5 separate regions of the Mus musculus genome follow, and all the other regions are linked to region 3. A link is a contact called in public HiChIP or PLAC-seq and promoter capture Hi-C data. All regions are on one chromosome and are shown on one strand. The core of a region is the stretch at or near the end of the contact, and the rest is flanking DNA. Distances in the headings are between cores, read along the strand shown. Region 1 has its middle 34 kb from the start of Gm22810. Region 2 has its middle 56 kb from the start of Gm22810. Region 3 holds the start of Basp1 (brain abundant, membrane attached signal protein 1). Region 4 overlaps Retreg1 (reticulophagy regulator 1). Region 5 has its middle 160 kb from the start of Gm35827.

Region 1 (2,700 bases), core at 191-2,690, 630 kb before region 3:
TTTCATCAATTTCCTCTCTCTCTCTCTCTCTCTCTCTCTCTCTCTCTCTCTCTCTCTTGCCTGGATATGGATCTCTATACACACTCGAATATGCTGCCAGAGGATGCCTCTCTAGTGACAGCTGGACTGATCTATAATTATAGCAGAGTATCTCTAAAAAGGTGTTTTGTTTTGTTTTGTCTTGTCTTGTTTTGTTTTATGTTAGTTTGTCACTTGTTGTTGGGTTTGGTTTGGTTTGGTTTGGTTTGGTTTGGCTTTGCCTGTGGTGTTTGGTGTTTGGCTATCCAGTCTTCAGTCCCTGGTCATGCCTGCAGTGCTAGGTCTGGGCTCCCTTTCATGGAGTGGGCCTCAAATTAAAGCAATGTTTAATAGGCCAGTCCCACAAGTTCTATGACACCTTTGTCCCAGAATATCTTGCAGGCAGGACAGGTAGCAGGTCGAGGGTTTTGTGGCTGGGTTGGTGTCCAAATTTCTCTTTCTGTAGCCTGCAAAGGACCTTCTTCTTTTACCAAGGAGCCTAGAAGGTAAGGGGGAAGTCTCCATGCAGGAACCAGCTCAACCTCTCTATGATTAATGAGCTGTGTGGATGTTGTTCTTAGCAATGGGGCACCATGGTCATTTTTCAGAGAGTGACCCTCTGTCCTAGCATTGGCCTGAATTCCTTAGGGGTCTCTACAGGACTCCCTCAGCCAACAACTCAACTGAATGAAACCCAGTCCCACCACTGGAAGCCTTGCCTGGCTATAAAAATGACTTGGTATCCTCCACTATTAGGAGTCCTCACTAGGGTCACCCTTATAGATTCTAGGAAGTTTGCACTCCAATAGATTTCCAGACTGGCTCCCCAATTTCCCTAACTAAACTAAACTAGTAGTAAAAGGGCTACAATTTATAGTTAGAGATGTTTCTTTTCCTTCATTTTGGAAAGAAGGGACATTTTGAACATTCTAAGGGTTTGGGTCCATTATCTGATTTGTTCTTCATCACAAATCACCATCACAGTTAGTCTTTGAAGAATAACCTGTTTTATTATCTCTTAGATATAGAAAAAAAAACTAATGTTTATAGAGTCTATACTCCTTATAGGCAAATATAGTAGAAAGTGCTAAAGTTGAAGTTTGAGGTGAGGTATTCCTGTCCTCAAATTTTGACATCTTTTAGAAAAATCAGCCATTAGAAATGTCATGAAAATTACCTAAAATACTGAAACATGAGCCTTATTTCCAAGAATGTCTCAAATGATGCCTTGTTGCAGGCTGCACTGTTAATCAAGGGCAGAAAATCCACTTGTAGAAACCATCTATCAAGAAGTTATACATTAGGATCATTTGCCTTCTGGGGTTCCTTTTATACAATTCCAACAACGGGAAAATGTCATACTGCCAAAGCCTTGCCTGGGCCAGGACGAGGGGAGAGCAGCTGCTCTTCTTCTCTTGATTCACATCTGTGTCTAATAATTCATGCTTGACTTTGATGTAGTCTTTGGCATGTATCACTTCCCTGAGCCAGAGTTTAGCCTGAGAATTAAGTTTCAGGCTTTGTATTGTTAAGAACTTAGACTCCTCCAACTTGAGACTCTATTCATCTCTTTATACGATTGGGTGCAGTAGGAATGATTCAGCATCATTCCTGTCTCAACATACATCTTGCATGTAGGCGTTGATCACGTTTGATTTTTAAATGGTACTGGTTACCCAAAATTGTTCTTATAGTATATTCTTTCAGTAGAACCATTTTCATAGTCAATATTTTTAGACTTATTGTCTACATATGGGAGTTTTACCTGAATGTATATTTGTGTCCCACGTGGATACCTAGAACCCGTGGTGGTCAGAAGGTATCAAATCCCCTGGAACTTGAGATACAGATGGCTGTGTTCCACAATGTCAGTTTTGGAAATAGAACTCTGGACCCTGAAAGAACAGTCTATGTTCCTAACCACTGAACAATACACTTGTCCAGACTTTTAGTCAATATTTGTGATGCTTTTTTAAAAAAAAATCTTAATACTCAATTCTTGCCTAAATAGTGTAGCAATAAAAGTGATGGTGATATCTTTATTGGTACTGTCAGCAAGAATTAATTTTTAAAAACTTTTAAATTTTATTTGTATTAGATATTTTCTTTTAAAAAATTGCTAGCAAAGAAATTAGAGAAATAGAAAACACTGATTTTATACTTTCCATATCTAAGCTGAGAGTTCAGAGAAAATGTTAATTAGTGGAATAATAATAATAATATAATAATAATATAGCATTGTAATTAAATCATCATTTTTAAAACCAGTGTGTATTAGACTACGTAAAGACCAGAAATTCAATGCAGAATTTTCAGAATCCAAAGATAGAGCATCAATATTTCACCTTTTCTGCAAACTCGGACAATGACAGCTGTCCATAATTGAGGCCAAAGAAGAGAGAGTATGTGTTAGGTATTGAAATACAGAGAGGCTGAGCTTTGCTATAGCAAGGTTCTTGTAGTTTTTTTTTTTTTTTTTTTGCATCTATTTTTTCTGTATTTCATTTCATTATTTTATTGTATTTATTTCCCTTTTACCATATATTACTAACACCTGTAAAATATTAACTGAGCCAAGCTCTTCAAAATGCTGTAACAATTTGTTGTTAGTGTTTATAATGATGTTTCTCTATAGAAATTATTGACTATTATACAAATGAGGCTTAACTTTTATGTTTATTT
Region 2 (2,700 bases), core at 105-2,604, 540 kb before region 3:
ATCAGCCTATCCTCAAAAGACATCAGAGAAGCAAGTCAATCAGAAACTTCAAGGCAGCCCACGGAGGAACCCTGCTTACTGGCTCGCTCCCTGGCACATGCTCATTCTGCTTCCTTATACAGTCCAGACCTGCTTACCTAAGGGATGGTGCCACTTGTCTCAGATTGGACCCTCCCACATAAATTACCAATCAAGACGTTCTATCACAAACATGGCCACAAGCCAAGATGACCAAAGAAGTTGTACAATTGGAGTCTCCCTTTCAGTGGTGACTCTCTGTGGTGTCAACTTGACAATAAAAACAAAGTGACACGATTCTTATCCTTTATTGGCTGTATCTTTTGAGTTAACAAATTTCTATGTTTTTCTGGATAAGTACACATCACATGTAGTAAAAAAGAGTGTTTTTCCAGGATGGAGACCTTTTACATTGTGTTTAATGTTGGACCCTCAACATATGTTAAAATGAGTTTAGTGTGGGAGACTAACTAGAAATAGGGTCCATACATTTTATATGCTACAAATGTAGTTAATTAAGTACTTAGCGGCATTGAAACCTAATTTAGACAAGAACACAATCTACTGGTGCAGCTCGATGGTCCACCTGAGTGGCTCACCCGCACAGCCAATTAGGCCAGACTTTAGAGTGGCATTGCTGAAGCATCCCTTTTGCCTTTATCCTAGTCTCATAACTTCTATTTTTTTAATTTTTGATAAATTTTTCCCATTTTGAAATTTAATATAAAGGACAGCATCTCTTATGTCTAAAACTCTAGAGGCCCAGGTACCAGTGCCACTGTGAAAAACACCTAGTGGGACGTTTCTTAAACCTAGCCTTTTTTAAAAAACAAAAGAAACATCACGAACACATCTAGGCTCCCCCTTGCTCCTGTGTTCACATTTGCCATGACGCTACTCTGCCAAGGACAGACAGAGGCAGTATTAAATCCTGGCATCCCTTCTCTTAGACAATACATCTTGATATATTTTATCAGTAGATTACTTAGCTGATCTTTTTGAAAATCAAATGCCTATCCAGTTATTTTATATAAAGGAAGCCATTAAGAGTTGACAGCCAGGAGGAATGCTTGGTCATCATTTACAAAGTGCAAATTTCTGAAAGGAATATGGTTAAAGCATATATTGTGCATTGAACAACATATTTTTTTTTTATTTGTCAGAAGCATAGAACATCCTGCGTAAGAAAGCATCTCTATTTACTAGGATGAAGGCAGCACACGACCGCAGAATGGGCTATGGCTTCACTGTGCTTAAACAGAATTGAGTAAGTCTCAGCATGCTGTGAACACAATCATAGCAGCCATCTGAAGGTCCCACCACTGCTGGGTTAGCAGCTGTTCACCACCAGCAAGCATCCTGCTATTACAGAGAAATTGTTTTTTGCAGTTCTCCGTGCAATCTTTTCTGTAGCACAGGATTTCAGTGCCACAAGGGCTCCTCTGTAGTCTGGGATTGATGGAGCAAAGAACTACTAACCATAAATAGCACCTAGTTAAGTGGAGAGATCACACTCATGAAATAGTAATCCTATAGACCATAGCAGCAGGCATGCAGTAATTCACATATAAATCATGACAAGCACACAAAAGCTATGTGCATGTACCAGAAAACTACGTTTAAACCTATATCACAGAGAGAGAGAGAGAGAGAGAGAGAGAGAGAGAGAGAGAGAGAGAGAGAAAGAGAAAGAGAGAGAGAGATTTTCAAAAATTATAAATTTTAATTTTAAAGTGCACTTGGTACAATTTCTACAAATCTGAAAGCCAATATACATATATATATATATAAAATGTTCCTAGCACTTTATGCTATCTTTGCATTATCTAAGTAAACAGGACACTCTCCCAAAATTTAGTCTACAGATAGGAAGTCTACAGGATTGGAATCCAGAAAGCATTGATTCCCTGGTTGTTCACAGGTAAGCCAGATGGCGTTGTGTGAATCATATATGTATATCATGGAAACAGTAGCTGCCCTGCATTTCCTATCTCAAAACTGCACAGAAGGTTTATTGTGTGTGAAATCCCTTGAAACCTTGTGAGTGCAGGAGACTGAGTAGATTGTGTGTTTGGTTCTCACTAAAATTTACCTCATTTTGACTACTTACCTCTACATGTGTCTGCGTTAACAAGTAGTCTACATGTAAACTGAATAAGTTTCAATTTCAGAGCCCAGGAATACCATTTTATTTTCAACAAACCACATTTTCCTATTGTGAAAACATATTCCCTCATGTTAAATATTTATATTCTAGCTAATTGAAATGCATGCAATTTCAGGCTATTTGCCAATTAATATTTTCACCGATTTCTGTTAAATATAATCTCTAAATTTTTTGGCAAAAAGTATCTTTCTGTCCAACATAATTATTTAACTTAATTGGTATCAGTTATAATCTACAAACTTATACATACATATATATATATATATATACAGTCATGCTTAATATGGAATTGGTATATTTTAATAAACAGCTATGAAAGAGATTATTATGTAGCTATAGATACTGAAATATCTCTTTTCACCCCTTCCTCTGCCCCCTTTTCTCTCTCTCTCTCTCTCTCTCTCTCTCTCTCACACACACACACACACACACACACAGAAACAGAGAGAGAGATCTGTAAGATTACAACTTTCTTCTTTTTTTCACATACTCATCCAATCAGCTTTGTCCATATC
Region 3 (2,700 bases), core at 49-2,548:
TCCTGAAATCGCACCCATGTGCGCTGTGCTCCTTTGAACAGCGTGAAAATCACTGGGGCAGAGGCCGTCCACCGAGTTCGCTCCAAGGCGGAAACGTCTCGGGGGGAAGCAGATTAGGAACAGGGCCAAGCGTTCGATGAATATTCATGAAAAGAATGCGGTCCCCAGCCACGCATTGTGTGCCATCCGATCCAGGGATTCTGGTTTTTTTTTTTTTTTTTCTTTTAATGGTGTGGGGAAGCGGGAACCAGACGTTGGGTTGTAGCGTTTGAGCTACGGGGGAAAAAATCTACAGAAATCTTGGCTTGCAGAAGGGTTGAGCCCGCTCGGGCCGCGGGCTGTCAGGTTCAAGCCCACACGCCACCCCTCCTTCCCCCAGGCTGGGGCGGCGGTGGAGGCGCGCGGCCCGCTCTCTGAGCGCAAGGCTCAAAAAATAAAATAAAATGCTGGCGACGTCCACAGGTTAGTGGGAAGACAGCTCAGCCGCAGACCAGGCTGGGGGCTTTAATCTGCCCCGGACGTGCACACCGCCTTCCGAACCTCGTGTTCCTCGGTTACCCTAAACCAAGATCCAGGAGTCCCGAGGGCCAAGCCACCCCCGCCCCTTCCGATCTGACCAGATTCCGCGTCTTCTTTCTCCCTCCCCACCCCACCCCACCCCCATCCTCCATCTTCTGTTACTGCGCCCCTCACACCGAGCGCCTTCTCCGTGGCTGTGCGGGTTCCGCTGACAGAAGGCTGGGTTCAGCCCACAGAACCGTGGCCAGTGGTCTCGGTGCTGTCACCAGCGGCTCCCCACCCTCCACCCCCTCCCTCCCGAACTCGGTTCGTCCGCCTCGCCGCCACCCCCTCCAAGTCCCCCACCCTACGAAAGGCCGAAGCTGTCCACCTGGGGGAGAGCATCACCTTGGATTTCCAAATGCGACAGAACCCACATAGAGGAATCCCATGCCCACTGTGTCTACACCCGGCCGCACCCCGGCTGCACCGTTGGAGAACCCTAGGCTTCGGGGTGGGGCGGGGCCCTGGGGAACCGGTGGCCCGGAGTCCGCGGTGGCCTTAGGGACCCACGGCGCGCCTCCTTACCGGCTTTGGGTGCCTGTGGCGGCCCTGGGTGAGCGCGGTGCCTCCAAGGGGCCCGGGTGGCTGGTGTCGTCCGGCCGGGTGGCTGGTCGCTCAGCAAAGGCTCTCTCTCTCCCGGCTCGACGGCGGAGCCCGGAGCGTGGAGCGAGTTGGAGCGCTGCCGCCACCGCCGTCGCCGCTGCCGCTACTGCCGCCGCCGCTGCAGCCTCTGCATTTCTCGATCGCTCCCCCTCCCCTTCCTGCCCAGCGCCCTCCCCCCCGCGCGTCCGCCCGCCCAGCTCCTCCGCTCGCCGACCCCGCCCGCCTCGCGCCCGCCCCTCCTCTCCCAGCCCGCGGCCCGCACCCCTCCCGCTCCTTTCGCGCCCCGCCACCCAGGAGGGGGTCCCCCAACTTCTCTCCACCAGCAGCCACTGCGCCCCGAGACGCCCCGTGATCCAGCGCCCCCCCCCCGTCACCACACCCGCACAGTCACCCCCACCCACTGCTCTCCACATCCAGATCCCTTACCCGCCTCCCCAACAGTCTCTGTCAGCCCCCCTCCTCCTATTCCCTCCTTACACGCCCCTCCATTCCCCCCCCACCCCACCCCCACCCCCACCCCCGGCGGGACTGTCTGTGGATTTCTCTCCTCTCTCTGTCTCGCACACATTTTATTTGAAAGCATTGAATAAGTAGCTCAGGCTCTCGCTCAGACTTAAGGGGCTGATGAACTACGCCCCCGCCGCAACCAGCTTTCTCTGCACCCCAATCCAGCCCCGCTCCAGACGACGGGCTTAGATTCTGCTATCACGTAGGCAGTGAGCCTGGGGAAGATGCGATGCCTCCCTTGAAACCATCAAGACAGATATCCGCTGGTTTTAGGGTGTCCCCCAAGGCAAGCATCTGGGACGCCTCCGGCATATGCTCGCCCTCGGGGCCCGACCAGGAGGCTCCAGCTTTGCAAGGCGCCACCGCCCAGAGCTCAGGTCTGGGTTGGAAGGGTGGGCGGCACCGCCTCAGGGTACGTTCTCCCGACTTCGGAGAGAAAGAAAGGAAGAAATGCACCCTAGGAAAAGGGGCTTCGACTTTTTGTGCCTGTGCTTTCATGGAAGTCACCAGCTCTCGGCTGCTTAAGATGCTACTCAGAAGCGCGCCCAGCCAGGCTGTGGCCATCCGCGCCAAGTCCTCGTGTCCTGGTCGACGAGCACTTTGGGTAGCACCGCGACACACAATAGCCACCACGGTTAGGAGATATGCTCGCTATGCTTACCTGTTGGCAAAAATAAAATGCAAAATAAAAATTTAAATTTGGAAACTAACACATGGTGACATCTTCTAGAACCACAGCTCTTTCTTCAGACAAAAGCCAATTTTACCATCCCGCAAACCCATTGAGCCCTGGAAGTTCCGTTCGCGGCACTTTGGCGCCCTCTGGCTTTATCAGGGTGGCTTGCTTGTTCTGCTTCGTCCTGAAAGAATAGCGGAGGGGGGGGGGAATGGAAATGTATGTTGCCTTCTTGGTTGGATCTCCCCTCATGAGTGAAGCACAGATTTGGGATGAGCTTGCCCTCCACGTCCGGAATAACGAAACACAACTACATTTAGGGAGACGAATGCCAAAGGTAAGTGCTGTCAAAA
Region 4 (2,700 bases), core at 179-2,678, 540 kb after region 3:
GAGAGTCATCAAGTTTTTTTTCCAGAACCCATGTTATCCTTCTTTATCATATACATCACAATTAATTTTCTTTTGTATTAATTAATGATTAATTAATTAATTGGCCTTTGTATTAGACACAAGTTGGAATGACTCGGCAATTCTGTCAGTTTGGGCTCAGACCCAGTGTCATTAGTCTAATCTCTAAAGAGCAAAATCAGGAATTATGTTGTCCATTGATCGTTTTTCAATTCTAAGAAACATATTCTTTTAAAAAAAAATTGTCACCAGTTTCATACCTCTAAACCTAAGATCCAAAAACCAGGGAATGGACATTTACTTCTGAGCCCAAGTGCAATAAATCCTGGACTGTAATTTGCTGGAAACTACAGATCAAATAGAATTCGAAGTTGGCATACTCCCTCCACAATAACAGGTTGCTTTCCGTGAAGCCTGGTTCTTGACTCTGATTTTTATCTGCCCTTTGAGGATAGAGTGGAAGTCTTTTCCTGCTTCGGGACAGACAGGGAAGTGATTGAATCAAATCTTGGCGTTGGTATTCAAGAAGGACGGGCCTCTTAGTCTTCCACATGTCTCCATTGAGTGCTTGCTTGCCTTATACTTGGGAAGGTCATTTCCTTGCTTGGGACCTTGTCTTATAGAGCCTAGTTATTAGACACTAACAAAGGCAGAAAAGTTGAAAATGGCTGGTGTCTTATCCTCAGGCACGTCAAAAGAATCTCCCAGCTAGCAGAAGAAAGCATCCTTCTAGATGGTGGATTAGATAATCGTGTCTCCCTGTCCCAAAGTGGCACTGCTTAGTTTGAGATACATGGGGGAAGGACAGTCTCAAGGACTGGCCAATTCCTGTTCCTTTTCAAACTAGGGAGGGAGGGAGGGAGGGAGGGAGGGAGGGAGGGAGGGAGGGAGGGAGGGAGGGGTGTGTGTGCATGCATGCATGATTGTGTGTAAGTGTACATGTTTGTGTGCGTGTTCGTGTATGAGGGGTCTAAACAGAACACTAAGTTGCCCAAAGAAGGTGGGGCTCAGCTTCTGTGGGTAAGAAAAACAGGCACGGAGCTGGCGCCTCTTTGTCCCTGTCCCTGGGAGAAGGTGCTCCTTGCCTAATTGGTCTGAGAAAGTGAGAGACCGCTCTGAGCACTCTGTAATTGTTTAATCTCTTGCTTGCTTGTTTAATCCTCCAGTTGACACATCCCATTTGCTTCGTCATGGCTCTAATTCTGTGTGTGGAGAGAGACATTTCCCTGTCCTTATTTTGTTCCTCTCCCTACACATATTCACTCATAGAGGGCATAGCAAGTCTCCAGGGGATTAAGAAAAAATTCCGACACGTTACACTAAGAAATGGTAAAGTGTGTAACCAGATATTGACTGACCTTTCTAAGAAAAATTCAACAGGAATTAGCATCAACAGATGGTCACCAGCAGTGAGCATGAGACCCTGAGTCACTCGCTGAGAATGAAAGGTCTCTAGGCCAAAACGTATTTATAGGTGTGAGGGCTGCACCAGCTGTTTGTCACAGTTGCTAGGTGACAAGTTATTACAAATCTTTTTTTAAAAGCTTGTTACATTGGACGATGACATGGCTAACTTTCTGAAAAATACTGTTTAGCTTCGATTTATGTATACTTCCTATCTCTAATAAAATCACACTGTGAAACAGTCTCCCATAGTGCTCTGCCAGGAATCTTCTAAGTATGTTTGAATGTGATTATTGGATCACGAATTCACACATGACTATGGAAAATCTACAAAGTTACCAGAGAAGTGTGTGTGAGGCAAGCACTGGAACAAGCGAGCTCTGTCCCCAGGCCTTTCTGCTTGTCTCAGAGAGCTCAGAAGAGAGTCCACAACATTTTTAATGTGATTTAAAATCCAATGGGGAGTGAGCATTACAAGGATCATAAACCATCACAGTGGAATTTCTGCATGAAGACAATAGAAAAAGCATGGCTTCCAGTAACAGATCTCCTGAGCCCCATTTTCTCTGGGGGTAAAATGGAGACTGGCACACCAGTCCTGACTCGCAGGGTGCTGTGGTGACTTGTTGAGAGAACAAGGATCACGTAGTGATGATCTGAGACAGTGCTTGCCGATGAAGCCCTTAGCAGACCGCAGTCAGGGCCGTCCGTCATTATACAGAAGGATATAATTTAGTCTGAGCAGCTGGCCCCAGACTGTAGGATGGCTACTGGGAACTGCATAGAAACTGCTACTGTGCTTGAAAGAGAGAAGAGGCCCAAGTTTGGCCTAGAACCAGGGCTGCTCTTTACCTGTCTCTATTTTGACTCATTTCGTCGTAGTTAGGGATGGATGCCCTCTGCCATTCGTCTCTGAAGTGATCTGTATGTTCCAGTGTGGACCGTGTACTTCCTGTGCCGGTCACTCCTGTTCCATGTGACCTTGAGCCACACAGATAAAGAATCTAGACTTCAACTTCCTCGGCAGTAACCTGGAATATAATAAATCAGACATGATCACTAAAATGAGGTTATTGAGTTTCTAAGTGTCGGAAGAGTCCCTGTCCCCTGGAAGGTGTTGTCTGCTCATGACACTCTGGACTTGAAATGGGTTTCTCTGTTTATCTGAATCATTATTCAATCTCCCTGGCTCTTTTCAACTTAAAAAAAAAGTTACCTAAATAAAAAGTCTTGCTAATCTGTGTAATCTTATTCTACAATTATTTTTAATAATTGTCT
Region 5 (2,700 bases), core at 98-2,597, 850 kb before region 3:
TGGTTAGTTCATAATGTTGTTCCACCTATAGGGTTGCAGATCCCTTTAGCTCCTTGGTTACTTTCTCTAGCTCCTCCATTGGGGGCTCTGTGATCCATCCAATAGTTGACTGTGAGCATCCACTTCTGTGTTTGCTCACTTCTTAATAATAATTGATTCTTAAGCCTCAGATGACAAGCATCAACACCATACTAGAAATGTGATTTTCTTCTAGTAGCAACCAGCTGCTCCTCAACTAAGGATGTGGGTTTTGTAGTCAGAGTTCTCTGATTTCTGATGAAGCTATCTACCACTAAGCGTCATTAAGATTCCTCTGCCCACAAGGAAGCTATCCTATTTGTGCCATTTGTTCCCCACACTTTGGGTTAATTCATGTAGGATGGTAGACAGCTACTTAATAGCAAAGATCTCTAAATCTTTTGGTTACAAAATACTGCCCACACATCCATAGCTCAGTCTACATCCAGAAAATAGATCAGTGCTGTGTATACTGTCACCCACTTGATAAAGTTTCAATCCTTGTTTCTGTTACAATAGAAAATTATCTCAATAAATGAATTAAACTCAGGCCCACATCTTCGTTCACTATTTTGAGATCTACAGTTCACAACCTAGGCTAGTGATATTCCTGCAAATGATGAGGGCACATGTGTAACAAGGGGTAGGAGACATGGGCAGAGAAAAACATCGAGGCAGTAGAATTATCAGTGTATTTTCTCAATAATAAGGACTGAAATTTTTTCTAAAAGCTAAACTGAACTCTCTCTCTCTCTCTATGTGTGTGTGTGTGTTTGTGTGTGTGAGTGTAATAGTATATTACATGCCAGTATGTTTAAATTTAAAAACTTCTATTGGGAGTTTTGAGCAGTGAAATGTAAATTTTATTCACTAGAACTTTAGATTTGGGGTTCTTGAATAGAATAAACACCTTTTTTATTTCACAAGGCAAGATTTTCTATTTGATAAATATACATTGTTTGATTAGAAACCATCATAAGGAATTCTTAGTTCAGTATTTCCTATGGACTCCAAGGTAGCATCCTCCTACACTAAAATTAAAAAAAAAAAGATCCAATATTCATTTGGAAGAATAAATATTTGAAAGAATTTCTTGTGATTTTGCATGTTGTAGAATGCCAATATGAATTTCAAATCACCGAAGACTGGCAGAAGAGAAGTGATCTAGGTTCTTGGATTCCCAATGTTGCTTTTCTGTACTTCAAAATACAAGTGTTGTGTGGAAGATATGTTTCTTCTGAACTCAGGCCAGCGGGGAGCACGTCTGCCCTCAGCAGTCTGAGGCCAGGGCTGGTGCTGGTTTCTCCTAGGCTGAATTCCAATGAGGCACTTAGTCTGTGTTCAGCCTTTGTTTCCAAAAGCTCAGAATTTTCATGCACTCATCCTTTCCTTTGTGCCCATCTGGTTTCCATGGAAATGCAGGCTTCTCAGTGAAAGAGAGCTGGGAGGAGCCCTGCACACAGGCAGCACGTGTTATTTTTGTAGTCAGTTGAGCTGTGAACATGTCCCCAAATGTCAGTAGGAATGGGTCCTGAAAGGGAAGGCAAAGATATAGATGGAATCTATAAGTTCCAATTGTTTTCTCAAATTCACATCCAGAGATGTTACAGACCACTTGCCTAACATAGGATGTATGCATCTTGATAAACACTGATCTAGACAGAAGGATAGAAAATGAAGCAATATTACAGACACTTTTGTCATTTCACTAAGTGCTTATTTAGTATGTTCTAGGGAAATGTAAAGCCATGGCTTTACTTAAGGTCGTGTTTAAATAAAGCTATCGTGAGCTTCAAATCTCTAAAACATCTACTACACTGACAACCTCATTAAGATTTTTCCCTAATTGGATTGACTTTTTTCCTTGAACAAATACACTTTTGAAACATAGCTTGAAAATGAGATATGAAAAAAATTAGAACAAGTTTGTCAAAGATGTCATGTAGTGGGAACTCCATTCTGCATTTTTGTGTATTGTGCACACCCTTACAAATAGGTTAGGTTGATCCATCATTTTGACTGAATACTCAAAAAGACAGCATAAGAAAGGGAACAGCTTGTTTTAGCTTATGGTTTAAGAGGTTCTCAAGTTATCCTAGGCTTGTGTCGTGTCCTAGCCTGTGGTGAAGCAGAAAGTCATGGCAGAAACGAATGATGGAGAGAAAGTACTTCAATGGCAACCAGAAAACAGATAACAGAGATGAGAGAGACACTCACTGTAAGACTTTGTACCCAAAGTCATGTCCTTAGTGACTTCTCCACCAGGACCAGGAGGAAGAAACATACAGGTTCTTCCACTGCACCTGTTTAAAGTTTGGATGCATCCATGGATAAAACCACCGACTAAACAGATCTGGACTCTCTGCAAACACCCTTTCAGCACTCCTAGAACTAAACTAGCAATTCTCAGTCCAGGAAAGCACACAATCAAAAATAAAGGTCGCAGACCATTATTAAGAGAGACATTGTATGTTATATAAAACTAGAAGTCAGTCATCCCCTCATTTTGTCCCCTTCCTAATTTACTCATAAATCTTGAACACAGAATGGAAGCAGTCAATGTCAAATAAAATTCAAATTCCTTGAAAGTCCTGCCTCATGTCCCTGAATGTTGACATAGGGCAAGAAACAAGAAAGCTGAGAGAGAAAATCTGCAATAAGACCCAAACAAAAGCAGCAATA

What was found. Promoter capture Hi-C pulls out the DNA fragments that hold promoters and counts their contacts. HiChIP or PLAC-seq counts read pairs in DNA pulled down with a chosen protein or histone mark.
Region 1: an H3K4me3 HiChIP or PLAC-seq map of craniofacial prominence shows a contact between it and region 3, with 5 times the contacts expected there. The contact joins the enhancer-like site here to the promoter of Basp1 in region 3. A contact is called at or near these places in 10 of 39 promoter capture datasets (the 3T3-L1 cell line, HPC-7-derived erythroid cells, cranial neural crest and 5 more), 3 of 484 Hi-C or Micro-C datasets (cerebral cortex, embryonic stem cells and uterus), 16 of 115 datasets of contacts at active chromatin or transcription factors (astrocytes, craniofacial prominence, differentiating embryonic stem cells and 10 more) and 2 of 9 other capture datasets (adipose tissue and embryonic stem cells).
Region 2: an H3K4me3 HiChIP or PLAC-seq map of embryonic forebrain shows a contact between it and region 3, with 9 times the contacts expected there. The contact joins the enhancer-like site here to the promoter of Basp1 in region 3. A contact is called at or near these places in 7 of 39 promoter capture datasets (3T3-L1-derived adipocytes, cranial neural crest, embryonic stem cells and 4 more), 2 of 484 Hi-C or Micro-C datasets (cerebellar granule neurons and cerebellum), 15 of 115 datasets of contacts at active chromatin or transcription factors (VIP interneurons, astrocytes, bone marrow-derived macrophages and 12 more) and 2 of 9 other capture datasets (embryonic stem cells and liver).
Region 4: a contact with region 3 is called in a promoter capture Hi-C map of liver, with 2.0 times the contacts expected there. The contact joins the enhancer-like site here to the promoter of Basp1 in region 3. A contact is called at or near these places in 8 of 39 promoter capture datasets (the 3T3-L1 cell line, 3T3-L1-derived adipocytes, embryonic stem cells and 4 more), 20 of 484 Hi-C or Micro-C datasets (adipose-derived mesenchymal stem cells, brown adipocytes, cerebellar granule neurons and 13 more), 13 of 115 datasets of contacts at active chromatin or transcription factors (astrocytes, bone marrow-derived dendritic cells, bone marrow-derived macrophages and 7 more) and 4 of 9 other capture datasets (adipose tissue, embryonic stem cells, macrophages and 1 more).
Region 5: an H3K4me3 HiChIP or PLAC-seq map of embryonic basal ganglia shows a contact between it and region 3, with 7 times the contacts expected there. The contact joins the enhancer-like site here to the promoter of Basp1 in region 3. A contact is called at or near these places in 6 of 39 promoter capture datasets (cranial neural crest, frontonasal cranial neural crest, liver and 3 more), 16 of 115 datasets of contacts at active chromatin or transcription factors (bone marrow-derived macrophages, craniofacial prominence, differentiating embryonic stem cells and 10 more) and 1 of 9 other capture datasets (embryonic stem cells).

The regions. Positions count from the first base shown.
Region 1 is chr15:24,785,096-24,787,795 of GRCm38.p6, forward strand. No RefSeq gene overlaps it. Among named protein-coding and RNA genes, the nearest start is that of Gm22810, 34 kb to the right of the region's middle. Within about 2 kb of position 1,441, at least 1 of the 459 cell types and tissues checked has an H3K27ac peak or open chromatin away from gene starts, as enhancers often do. A contact at or near this core is called in craniofacial prominence, where this site is marked.
Region 2 is chr15:24,875,032-24,877,731 of GRCm38.p6, forward strand. No RefSeq gene overlaps it. Among named protein-coding and RNA genes, the nearest start is that of Gm22810, 56 kb to the left of the region's middle. Within about 2 kb of position 1,355, at least 14 of the 459 cell types and tissues checked have an H3K27ac peak or open chromatin away from gene starts, as enhancers often do. A contact at or near this core is called in VIP interneurons, cerebellum, embryonic basal ganglia and 1 more, where this site is marked.
Region 3 is chr15:25,412,466-25,415,165 of GRCm38.p6, forward strand. It overlaps Basp1 (brain abundant, membrane attached signal protein 1), which reads right to left and starts at 1,299. Exons shown (of 2, transcript NM_027395.2): 1 at 1,087-1,299. It overlaps Gm48957 (predicted gene, 48957), which reads left to right and starts at 1,725. Exons shown (of 4, transcript NR_168943.1): 1 at 1,725-2,684.
Region 4 is chr15:25,955,538-25,958,237 of GRCm38.p6, forward strand. The region is part of intron 3 of Retreg1 (reticulophagy regulator 1); the gene reads left to right. Among named protein-coding and RNA genes, the nearest start is that of Mir7212, 8.7 kb to the left of the region's middle. Within about 2 kb of position 1,429, at least 65 of the 459 cell types and tissues checked have an H3K27ac peak or open chromatin away from gene starts, as enhancers often do. A contact at or near this core is called in embryonic fibroblasts, liver, muscle stem cells and 4 more, where this site is marked.
Region 5 is chr15:24,565,799-24,568,498 of GRCm38.p6, forward strand. No RefSeq gene overlaps it. Among named protein-coding and RNA genes, the nearest start is that of Gm35827, 160 kb to the right of the region's middle. Within about 2 kb of position 1,348, at least 33 of the 459 cell types and tissues checked have an H3K27ac peak or open chromatin away from gene starts, as enhancers often do. A contact at or near this core is called in embryonic basal ganglia, embryonic brain and neural tube, where this site is marked.